2 separate regions of the Mus musculus genome follow, and region 1 is linked to region 2. A link is a contact called in public Hi-C data. All regions are on one chromosome and are shown on one strand. The core of a region is the stretch at or near the end of the contact, and the rest is flanking DNA. Distances in the headings are between cores, read along the strand shown.

Region 1 (5,687 bases), core at 1,478-3,977, 200 kb before region 2:
GAAAAAAATTCTCTTCTCTTCACTTTTCTTGCTAATACAGAGCCTCTATATACTCTAGGGTGTCCTTGAACTTAGCAAGTTCCAGGGGACCCTGGAACTCACAATTCTATCACCTTAGATTCCTGAGGGCTGGAATTATAGGCATATATTACAATAGCAACTGAAAATTCAATTAACTTTTCTTCTCTTTTTTTAAACAAATCATTTAAATTTTGTCTCATAAAATATATTTTGATCACATTCTTTCCCATCCCCCAACTCCTTCCAGATTTTTTGTCTTTCTCTACCCACCTAACTTCAGGTTCTTTATTTCTTTCTGTCTCTCTCAAAATAAAACAAAACAAAATAAAACCCAAAAAGAAGAGGAAGAAGAAGGAGAAGAAGAAGAAGGAGGAGGAGAAGGAGAAGGAGAAGAAGGAGAAGAAAATTAAAACAAACTAGCTAAAACACCCCAAAACCAAGAAGATAAAAACAAAACAAAAAGCATGCAAAAAACATGGAGTCTGTTTTGTGTTGACAACTACTCCAGGACTTGGGGCCTGCCCTGCAGTGTGGTCAGAATAGGCCAACTCTGATTGCATTGGAGAAAATTGATTTTCCTTTCCCAGCAGCTATCAGGTGCAAATAGCAATGTGATAAGGGGGACTCATGTCTTCTTCCCCTTCTCTATGTTGGGATTTTGTCTGCTTTGAACTTTGTTCAGGTCTTGTACAGACCGACACCGTCTCTGTGAGTTCATATGTGTAGCAGCCTTGTTGTGTGTGGAAGATGCCATTCCTTGGAGCCAGCCACTATCACTGTCTCTGAGAATCTTTCTGCTTCCTCTCCCACATAGGTCCTTGAGTCTTGAGAGAAGGGGTTTGTTAAAGACATTTCATTTAGAGCTGATTACTCTAAAGTCTCTCAATTTCTGCACACTGTCCAGCTGTGGGTCTCTAGTTAGTCACTATTCACAGGAAGGTGAAACTTCTCCATGAGGGTGAGGTGACACATTGATCTATGAGTGTAGCAATATATCCATATTAAATCATCCAGACAGTTTATTGCTATGTTTATTGCAGAAGTTGCCTTTAGCAGTAGGTTTCCCACTAGGGCCTATGACCTATCTATTTTAGACTTTTGGCCACTTTAGCAGTGTATTCTTTAGTGTGGATTCTGTTTCATGCAATGCGTCTTAAACCCAATCAAAAAGTGGCTTGTTACTCCTTTAACATCTGTGCCATAGCACATCTGTATTGCCTGCAGAAGACCACCATTGTAGGTCACAGGGTTTGTAGTTAAGTGGTATCGAGGACAAATTTTTCTCCTCTGGTATTATGCAAAGTACCTTCTAGCACCATGGATACCAGTCGGCAGGGGCAAAGCTTTTAGCTAGGCACCAGCTTAAGTTCTCCCTGCTTGATGACATGAGTAAGTGTATCTTCAGCAATAGGGCATTACTGTCAGATTATAAAGAGTGATGTAACTTTGGCAGTGGTAAAATTTTATTTTTAAACCAAGAAATTTCTGTCTGTGTTACCTCTGTTTACTTCCCATTTTTCAATAAAACATGAATTTAGAAAAATTAAGTCTTTTTAAAAAATTCCATGCATATTTTTTTTATCCCTTATAAAATAATTTAGTTTGTAATGCTGTGTAGGATCATTCCTAGGAGTCTGTGTTTTAGACAATTGATTACTGTCCCAGGTTGAGAGTTGAAAATAGGACTACCCTTATGTGGTTTTAAGCAGAAGGAAGTATAATTCTTCAAAATTCCTGGAAGGACTGCAGGCCGCCATTGACGGAGAGAGCACAGCTAGTTTGTTCTAACACCAGCTCTAACACCCACCCTCTCCTCAGCAGCTTCATGTGTTAAACCGAAAGCAAAGAAAGGCCAAAGCTATGCGTAATCTTTACAGATGCTACAGGCAAAGGGAGATGGTATGAGATGGCCGCGTGCCGCTTTGAACAAGGGCTCATGTGTGAGAACACAGCTGTGATGTGGTTGATCTGGAGGCTGACAAAGGTACCTCGTGTTCTAGGTCAGGAAAGCGGCAACCCTGAGTCGCTTTCTTCCCTTGTGAAACTTATTATCAAGAGATACCAACTTGCTGCCAAGTCAGGGTGTAAGTTTAGGAATGATGCAAACAATCTGAAAGACAGAGACAAAACAAAAATATTTGCTGCTTTGCCAGAGAAACAATGAAATATTTAGCTGTTGTGTGTCTTTTATGCTCCGGAAGCTTCCGAATTGGCAATCTTTGTAACTCTTAGAGTAAAACCGAGGAAAGAGGCTAGGAGAGGCTCATCCTGCTTAGTACCTTCTGGGTTGTTCTAGAGGAGAGATCATCTCATGTATGCAGCCTCGCATAAACCGAAACTGAAAGGCCAAAGGGAATAAAGCTCAGCCTCTTACGCTTTAGGCGGCACTAATGAACATCTTGATATTTATATGTCTTCTAATACTTTAATAACAAGCTATATAGACTCATGTCTCTTCACCACTCCACCCTCACGAGCCCCGCCTCTGCATACTTTCCATCTATATAGACAAAGGTAAACAGTCGGTTTGGGTTAGAAGATGTTATTTGGGAGCCATTCTTATAAGATTCAGGTGGAAGCAGGCAGGGACAAAGAGAGAAGCCTTCCCGCGATGCCATCCCTGGGAGCTCAGCCACACCCTCTCACTGGGAGCACGGACTTTCACTGTGGCAGGAGGTGTTTGTTTCTGGGTCACAGCTCTGTATTGACACTGCTTTTTGTTTTGTTTTGCTTTCTTCTTCTTTCTGAATGACTCAGATGTTGGTCTGTTGCTCTGGGTTAATGGCAGGAACAAATCATAGGGCCCACTGTTGCTAGGCTGGAAGGAGTGGACGTGACAGCTGGCACTCACTGGAGGAAGTTAACATCTGGACGCTGGAAGGCCTAAATCTGGTGACTCAGCCACCCTGCTTTCAGATACTTGTATGCGATGTGCCCATAAACATCTGACACTTCCTGGAGCGGTAATAAAGTTCATGACAAAGATTTTGGTGTCAGTAGTCTCTCTGCTAGGATATTAGCCATAGTGGTGATCAATTCTGAGAATGGATGGACTGTTATTAATTGCTTACAACTTAACACATGCCAGGCTCAGCCCTACCAGTTCATATAGCATAATACTGTGAAAGGTATATTGGCAGGTTTCCCCTCTTTTATTCAAAATAGTCGTTTCTCATATGAAATCAAAGTTTGCTTTGTAATTGGCCAATACCCAATTTAAAATTAATTCAAACTGAGTCCAGTTAGACAGAAGGGGATTCCAGGAGTGTTCACAGAACAAGTGTTATTAGAAGAAATCACAAAAAGGCAAAAACCAAACTTTAGCAAGCACTGAACCTTAACTCAGAGTAACTACGCCTGCTTTAGAAGGCAAGACACTCAACAGAAATTTAGAAGACAAAAATATAAAAGGCTTTGGACATGAACTAGCATAGTCAGATACCGAGGACTGAAGGAACTGGTTCAAACAGCCCAGAAGTATTTGATACAGGGCTGTTCATTCAGAGGGACAAAGATTCTGAAGGTTTTGGTGCATAAGAAAGGGCAGATCAGTTTAAAAGTGCTTCTCCGGGATTACTATAGTTATCACCAACTTTACCTTCCTCTAAAAATCTCATGAGATTCACTAAGTCCCATCCTGGCCCTCATTTACATTTTATTGTTTTGTATTTACACAAAACCCTTCCCTGACAACCGTTCACAGGTATTCAATGGCACCACACTTTCTGAGGCCAGAGACCTGTTATCCTCCTTCTTCATAAATTTATTTTTATTTTACACGTGTAGATGTTTTCCTTGCATGTTTGTCTGTGTACTGTTTGCAGGGATTGGCTGCAGAAGCCAGAAGAAAGTGTTGGAACTGGAGTTAACAGATGGTTGTTAGCAACCATGTCGGTGCTGGGAATGAAACGCGTGTCCCCTGGATGAGCTGCCAGCGCTAACCATTGAGCGGTGTCCCCCATCTCCTGATATCCTTCTTTGTGATTATTTACCGGCACAACACCAAATTCAGCATTCAGCCTATAGCTGGCACTTGCCTGATCAAATTATTGCTGAATGAATGCGTGTAAGAGTGAATGGCTAATACACTGGGCGTCTTGGAAACGAATACTGCTGACCGTGTAAAACAGCAGAGGCTGCCCAGCTGAACTTTCAGGCACGTATTCCATGAAGTCATCATTACGATGCTGTGACAGATGTCTTACTAACTTTTATCCCTTTGTGTTAGAAACTGAAACCTCCAGAAATGAAATAATGCGCATGCTCGGGTGGCTGGCATGGCTGCGGTTCAAATACAGAGCCATTTGTTTCGAAATCCTTTGCTCAGGTCACTCTTCCAAGCTACTGAACTTTGTTCTACCTCAGGTAATAGAAAACTAGGTCAACTTCTCTTGAGTAAAAAGAGGACGGTGGCTTTGTTGGGAGAATAGGGGGAGCTCTGCAGAAACTGAAACTGTTTTTTAGAGCACCAGAGTTGGAACTGAGCGAGGGAAGTTTATCAGACCAGACCCATCCGTGCCGCAGAAGGATGGGGGACACAGACATGACGTAACTCCAGACTCAAATCCTCTCCTTCACAGCTCTGACTTCAAAATCCCCCTTTCAACTGGTTTTAATGTTACCACAGTGCTGGAAAAAATCAAAGCAAATCCTTCGCATGATTTTAGAATATAAATTTCTAACGGGACCCAGACTGGCCTGGGTGCTGCGTGGCCAACATGCTACGGGCAGGAGAAACACAGAAGACGATTTTGTTCCCAGGCTCTGCGCACATCTCCATGGCCTCGTTGCTCCTCATAGCTTGGTTTCCGGGAGGTGCCGATATAACTAAAAAATACTTATCTAGCGTGGGGTTAATAGATGGCTGGGTGGTTTCTTAATACTTACGTAAGAACAATGCAGATGAGATTTCGTTTCTTCTGTTCTAATTGCCTTTTCCTCTCAAAGCAATCGGAACAGTTACTAGAAAGGGCAACAGTGCCTGCACGCCTGTGCCAGCCTTTCCTAGGCTTTCCTTTTTACTTTATGTTGTTGGGGATGAAACCCACCTTCTTATGCAAGCCATCCAAGCCTCTACTGCTCACCTATGCTTCCGCTCCGTCCCAGGCACTTTAAGGCAAGGTAATACTTGGTTGTCTTCTTTCTTTCTTTCTTTCTTTCTTTCTTTCTTTCTTTCTTTCTTTCTTTCTTTCTTTCTTTCTTTCCTTCCTCTTCCTCTTCCTCTTCCTCTTCCTCTTCCTCTTCCTCTTCCTCTTCCTCTTCCTCTTCCTCTTCCTCTTCCTCTTCCTCCTCCTCCTCCTCCTCTTCCTCCTCCTCCTCCTCTTCCTCCTCCTCCTCCTCCTCTTCCTCCTCCTCCTCTTCCTCCTTCTTCTTCTTTTTTTTTTTTTTTTGGTTTTCTGAGACAGGGTTTCTCTATGTAGCCCTGGCTGTCCTGGAACTCACTTTGTAGACCAGGCTGGCCTCGAACTCAGAAATCCACCTGCCTCTGCCTCCAAAGTGCTGGGATTAAAGGAGTGTGCCACCACCGCCTGGCTGGTCTTCTATTTCTTTTTAATCTTTCTCCTGTTAGCCTTTTTTGTTTGTTTGTTTGATTAAAGACAAGTTTATTCAGCTTTCCAACATGCAGCACACATAAAAGGAGAGTCAGCACTCATTTTTTGTTGTTG
Region 2 (5,494 bases), core at 60-2,559:
CAGCAGATCTCTGGAGGCTGGCTTCTGGTATACCTTCTCACAGTAGAAAGCATGCAGGGTGTACTGAGTGGTGGTGTTTCCTTGTGTTTCACTCTGAGAAATTAGCTTACTGTCTGGAGAGTGGCAAGAAAGGAGTAAGTATTCCTGGAAAGAAGCAGCTACACGTGTACTTACCAACTTCTAAACAGAATAGTCTCTATATGAAGGATGAGAAGTGCTTCTGAGCTGTGAGGGCACAAGCCAGAAGCTCCACAGAGGAACTCAGAGACAATTCCTTGTTTCCCATCCTACACTGAACTGTGGCTTTTAACTTTCTAATAAACAATGAAAGTGGGTGTTATAAATGTTGTTTCACTCTGCAGACTAACTGAAACAGAACATTGGGTGCTTCTTTACATATGAACAATAGCAGGTATGAAAATTTTGAGAAATAATATCAAAACTTTAGAGTAACAGGTTTGTTCTGACATGAAAATATGAACACTCTTTTGTGTAGTTTTTGATAAAGAAGTGTTAGGAATTGTTTATTTCATGTTCCAGATAAAATCCAATCCCTCCCCAATTATAATCAATCCAAGTTGAATATCTATTCTGGAATAGATATTAGAGTTCCCCTAAAGAAAAAAAATCGAGGACAAAGATGCAAATTCAAGCATTAGGACAGAGGTCTCCATAATTAAGTACCCTAAAAAAAAATCACTTAACAGTCTAAGTTTTGCTGTTTAGGAATGTTCCAAATAGGTTTCAAAGAGGCTCAGAAGAGCCCCTCGCTCAGCCACAGGCCAGATGAGGAGGAACTTTGCAAGACTCTCCGTGGCAAAAGGATGTTAGCCTTAACCAAGCTAGCCAGACCAACAATAGAAAACCCCAAAGATCAATGATGTTAATAAATGGAGAGACCAGTAAGTTGCCTTCCCACCAATGCTAACCACACCAAAAGTAAGTAAAACCCTAGCTTCTCATAACTGGTTCTTGTTCAGACTGAAGAGTGTGAAGAGCCACTTGCTGTGACCAACGGTAGCTGTGCTGCTCCTTTGTAGAAAGCCATGGTCTTCAAAGAGCTTAGTAAGGGTCTTCACTAAAGAACAAAAAAAAAAAAAAAAAAAAAACATGGGTAAGACTGGTTTCCTTTCAAGTTATGACTCAACTTTGGTCACCACACTTCCACTTGGACCTATTAACATTTGGTGATCAGAATGTCATTCGTTTTAATCGGCTGCCACAGCAAGAGCTTTGCTGCCTCTCAGTCATATAGAAACCCACAAGAATATCTCCTTTTGACTCTGTTCTCCACATCAAACCCACAGTGAAGCTAATGCTGCTGTCTATCTTCTCACAATCTACTAGAAAGTGGCCTGCTTTGCCTTGCTTACTCTGCTAAAGGAGGTAAGCAAGAAACAAAGAGCCTAATGTTACTTATAAATAGAGGGTGCTATTGTAAGCCTGCTTGTAAAATAATAAAGCAATATGCTTTCTCTCTCTCTCCCTCTCTCTCTCTCTCTCTCTCTCTCTCTCTCCCTCCCTCTCTCTCTCTCCCTCTCTCTCCCTCTCTCTCTCCCTCTCTCAATCTCTTTCTCTCTGAACCATGATCCATGTCTCTTGTGAACATAGTGAATAAATCCCTTTCAAGCAAGGGCAGTGTGGAGACCAGTAGAAGCCAGCAGTAGGGTACTCAAGATTGCTTACAGGCTCTGAAACATAGGTGTAGGGTACAAGGAGCTTATCAGAGAACAACCAAGAGTGACAAGGAAAGGAATGGAGGGAGGGAGGAGGAAAAAACAAACAAACAAAAACGAAGATTTTCATTTATCTTTCTTGGAGATCAGAGTATCTCTTCTTTGTTCAGGTGCAGATTTCAAGAAACTAATCTTTAATCCCAGCCCTTAAGATTTCAAGGCTAGCCTGGGCTACTTAGTAAGAGCCTATGTCAAAAAAATGTTGGCTTGGCTTTAAAAGTTTGTTCTTATTAGTGTTGCTATTGTATGATTCTATCAATATAAAACCCATATCTAAGATTCAAGAAGCTCTTCCCACGTGCCAGGCACCATAGCAAACATTAAACGCATTCATTGTCTCCTTTGATTCTCCAATTATCCTTTCCATCAGATAGAAATATTATCTCCAATTAAAATTAGAAGTCCGGGGCATAGAAAATGAAATTATGAGAAGTCAAACTAATAAACAGTGGTTCTGGGACACAACCCTGGGCTCAGTGTGCCCGGAGATCAAGTTATTATCTGCTTCAGGGTGTTTCCCTTAAAAACACTGAGCTGTTTGTGCATTCAGCAAACCTAAATAGCTTAGAGAGTACCCTGAGAGTAGTGATTGTACAATGCTTCTGCTGGCTCTGGGGAATGCCTTCTGTGTTTTAACATCCCCACATGGTTCACTCAAACTTCTAAATTTGAACTAGAACTGCGTAGAACATCAGACCCTGAAAAACAACCCAACTTTTACTGAGTGGTTTCACTCACACCTGTGGTTTTTACTAGTGTCAAATTTCCTCCCAAGTGTTTCTGTCAAGTTTTATCTTGCCCATTTTCCCCAGGGCCAGCCATCCCTGTCAACAGTGACAATCTCCTTGACAAACAGAAGTCAAGGGAGCTATCAGTTTTCATTCACTTTTCTAGCTGGTATAATCCCTGCGTCCTACAGACTGTGTTCCTTCTAAGAATTTCTGGCTCCTCGTATCTAGGGCTCTTGAGATTTGAACTGAGCTGCTTTGGCCAACGATACCTGTTTTCTGGAGCACACTTTCAGGTTAAAAGGATTGCTATAACTCCATTTTCTTGTAGTTTGTGTTATGAGAAGTGTTGTTACACTTCTGTGTGTGTGTGTGTGTGTGTGTGTGTGTGTGTGTGTGTGTGTGTGTGAGAGAGAGAGAGAGAGAGAGAGAGAGAGAGAGAGAGAAAGAGAGAGAGAGAGAGAGACTAAACTTGACTCCAAAGAATCTAGCATGCCCTTGACAAAGAATAGCTCTTGATAGAAAATTTTAAACTTATCTTTTGTTTTTGATACATACTGTTTCTTTACCCTTTCCATTTCTCACATAGGGCTCATCTTTCAGTGGTCTGAGCTAAGTGGAAAAAAGCTTGCTCAATCTCAGAATTCAGTCATTTCTTTTCGGTCATCTATTACTGTTAAATTTGTTAATATTGATGTAGGAGAAATCCACAGGACAGTAAATGCATCCATATAAATGGGCCACCATTAATCTAGCTTTTACAAATGTTAATTGGAGTGGGGTGGGAGCGTGACCAACAAGCATACATTTGTATGTCTGCTTCCTTCGATGTTTTCTTCATTTTCAATCTACCAATTCTCTGTTTTCCTTTTGAACTCTTCAGCATGGTTGAGTCTGGGAAAAGATAGCTTTCCATCTTCTCTTGAAGTTGAGCTGCATTCTAGGTGTTTTATCTTGTTGTCTCGGCAGTACTTTCTCATACTTACTTTCCACTGCCCATCCCCCATTGCCTAGGCATGTCCCTACTGTCACTTATGGCTCCTGTACTGAGAACAGGATATGAATACAGAAAAGAGAAAGTACTTGATAGCAATGACAGGAATGAGTGTACTTAAGACACTCATGGTAATATAGGTCCCATAGCTCCTTGCTGGGGTTAGGCATTCTCTTGGCCAAAGTTGATGTAAGAGAACTAAGTGACTGGAAAAGCGTGGTCCAATGTCTTTTCATCCACCCTAGTTGATGCTGGGGCTTATCCATGATAATATTTAAAACTGGGAATTCATCTTCAAGTTAACTATTAGAATGAATACATATCTTTTTTTGTCTCTTGGTTTCAGTGAGGAAAGACAGAAGTTCTATTTTCTTTTCTGAAGAAGAGAGGACACCCTATCAAGGAATCAGAAGATACACACTCACAAAAACAAGATGGAGCCATGAAAACTTGAGTTTTCTCAAGTGTCAATTTTCTATGTGGAAGACACCATTTTGCTATGGTTAGCTCCTAAATGTGCTGTGAAGATGAACTGAGTTAATACAAACATTTATAAACTTGGAGGCTACATAAAGATCAACTCGTGTTATTACTTTATTTTTTATTAATTCTTCTTGGCCTTTTCTTTAATGTTTGTTTCACATATATTGATGAGTTTTTTGAATATTGAAAGTTCCTTTTTTTGTAGTTTGATTTTTTTTTTTTTTTAACACCAAGGCTTGCCTCTGAGTTCCTTAAAAGTCTTGATTATAGTGTCACCGTTTCTGGAAAAAATTTTAGCCCCAGCTGGCAAACAATGAGTCATCATTTAAAAGTATTACTGCTGGAGTTTCTGTGGTTTGAATATGCTTGCCCCATAGGAAGTAGCACTTGTAGGAGGTATGGCCTTGTTGGAGTAGGTGTGGCCTTGTTGGTAGGGGTGTGTCACTGTGGAGGTGGGCTTTGAGGCTCCTATGCTCAAGCTCTACCCAGTTGGGAAGTGAGTCTCCTCCTGGATGCCTTTGGATCAAGATGTAGAGCTCTTGACTCTTCTGGCACCAAGTCTGCCTGTATGATGCTATGCTTCCTACCATGATGATAATGGACTGAACCTCTGAACTGTAATACAGCCCCAACTAAATGTTTGCCTTTATAAAAGTTGCCATGGTCATTATGCCTCTTCACAACAATGCAACTGTAACTAGGACAGATTTTTAGTTAATTTGAGTTAGAAAGCACATCCTTTATGGACTTTTTTTTTTTTTTTTTGTCTCACATGTTTACTGCTTATTAAGAAAGAGACCTATGGAAACTTGATAGATCCAAAGTACACATTTTGAAAAGTTTTTACTTTATTAATACAGGATCAAAACACATGTATTCTGCCTGAAACAGTGTAATGGAGCCTATATATTCTAATACATATGAGGACATTTCGAATAGCTATATATTGTCTACATAGTTATTACTTAGGTATTAAACTTCCCATTCTTCCATAAGCATTATTCATTAAAGATATATTTTTTTAGCATCATCTTTAAAATGAAAACAGCACTTGTCATTGAGATTAAAATTAGTCTTACCAATTTAACATTCAAAATTCGATGTTAAAAAACTGAAGACCAGAGGTCAGCAACAATAACAAGAAAATAACCCAAAACCTCTGGGTTCTCCTTTGTTGAGAGATAGGCATAAAAATAGTTGACTAGAAAGAATACGCAAAGAGATGAGCAAAGGATGCCTATTAACATCAGAATAAAAATAATGGCAATTAGTAGACGGACATTAGTGGGGAAACCAAACCAAGCTCTACACCATTCTCTGTCTTTAAATCTGGTTTGTAACAATGTAGTTGTTGAAGGGTAATATTTTAGAAAAAAATGAGATATTACTGTAGCTATTAGTTTTCAAATATTAAAATAACACATAATAGTACACCCACTCTTCTACTGGAGCCATGTGATCCAGCAGTGACAATGGTGACTGAAGTTTCAGAAGACTATAGGAAAGCTTTTTGGAACCCTTGACCTCTAAAGATGAATCACAGTGTAGATCCT

What was found. A called contact is a pair of places that touch in the nucleus more often than the background predicts.
Region 1: a Hi-C map of natural killer cells shows a contact between it and region 2, with 3 times the contacts expected there. The contact joins two enhancer-like sites. A contact is called at or near these places in 2 of 484 Hi-C or Micro-C datasets (both in natural killer cells) and 2 of 115 datasets of contacts at active chromatin or transcription factors (CD8 T cells and effector CD8 T cells).

The regions. Positions count from the first base shown.
Region 1 is chr10:45,016,756-45,022,442 of GRCm38.p6, reverse strand. No RefSeq gene overlaps it. Among named protein-coding and RNA genes, the nearest start is that of Gm40639, 4.7 kb to the left of the region's middle. Within about 2 kb of position 2,727, at least 71 of the 459 cell types and tissues checked have an H3K27ac peak or open chromatin away from gene starts, as enhancers often do. A contact at or near this core is called in CD8 T cells, effector CD8 T cells and natural killer cells, where this site is marked.
Region 2 is chr10:44,817,571-44,823,064 of GRCm38.p6, reverse strand. No RefSeq gene overlaps it. Among named protein-coding and RNA genes, the nearest start is that of 4930431F10Rik, 81 kb to the right of the region's middle. Within about 2 kb of position 1,309, at least 13 of the 459 cell types and tissues checked have an H3K27ac peak or open chromatin away from gene starts, as enhancers often do. A contact at or near this core is called in CD8 T cells, effector CD8 T cells and natural killer cells, where this site is marked.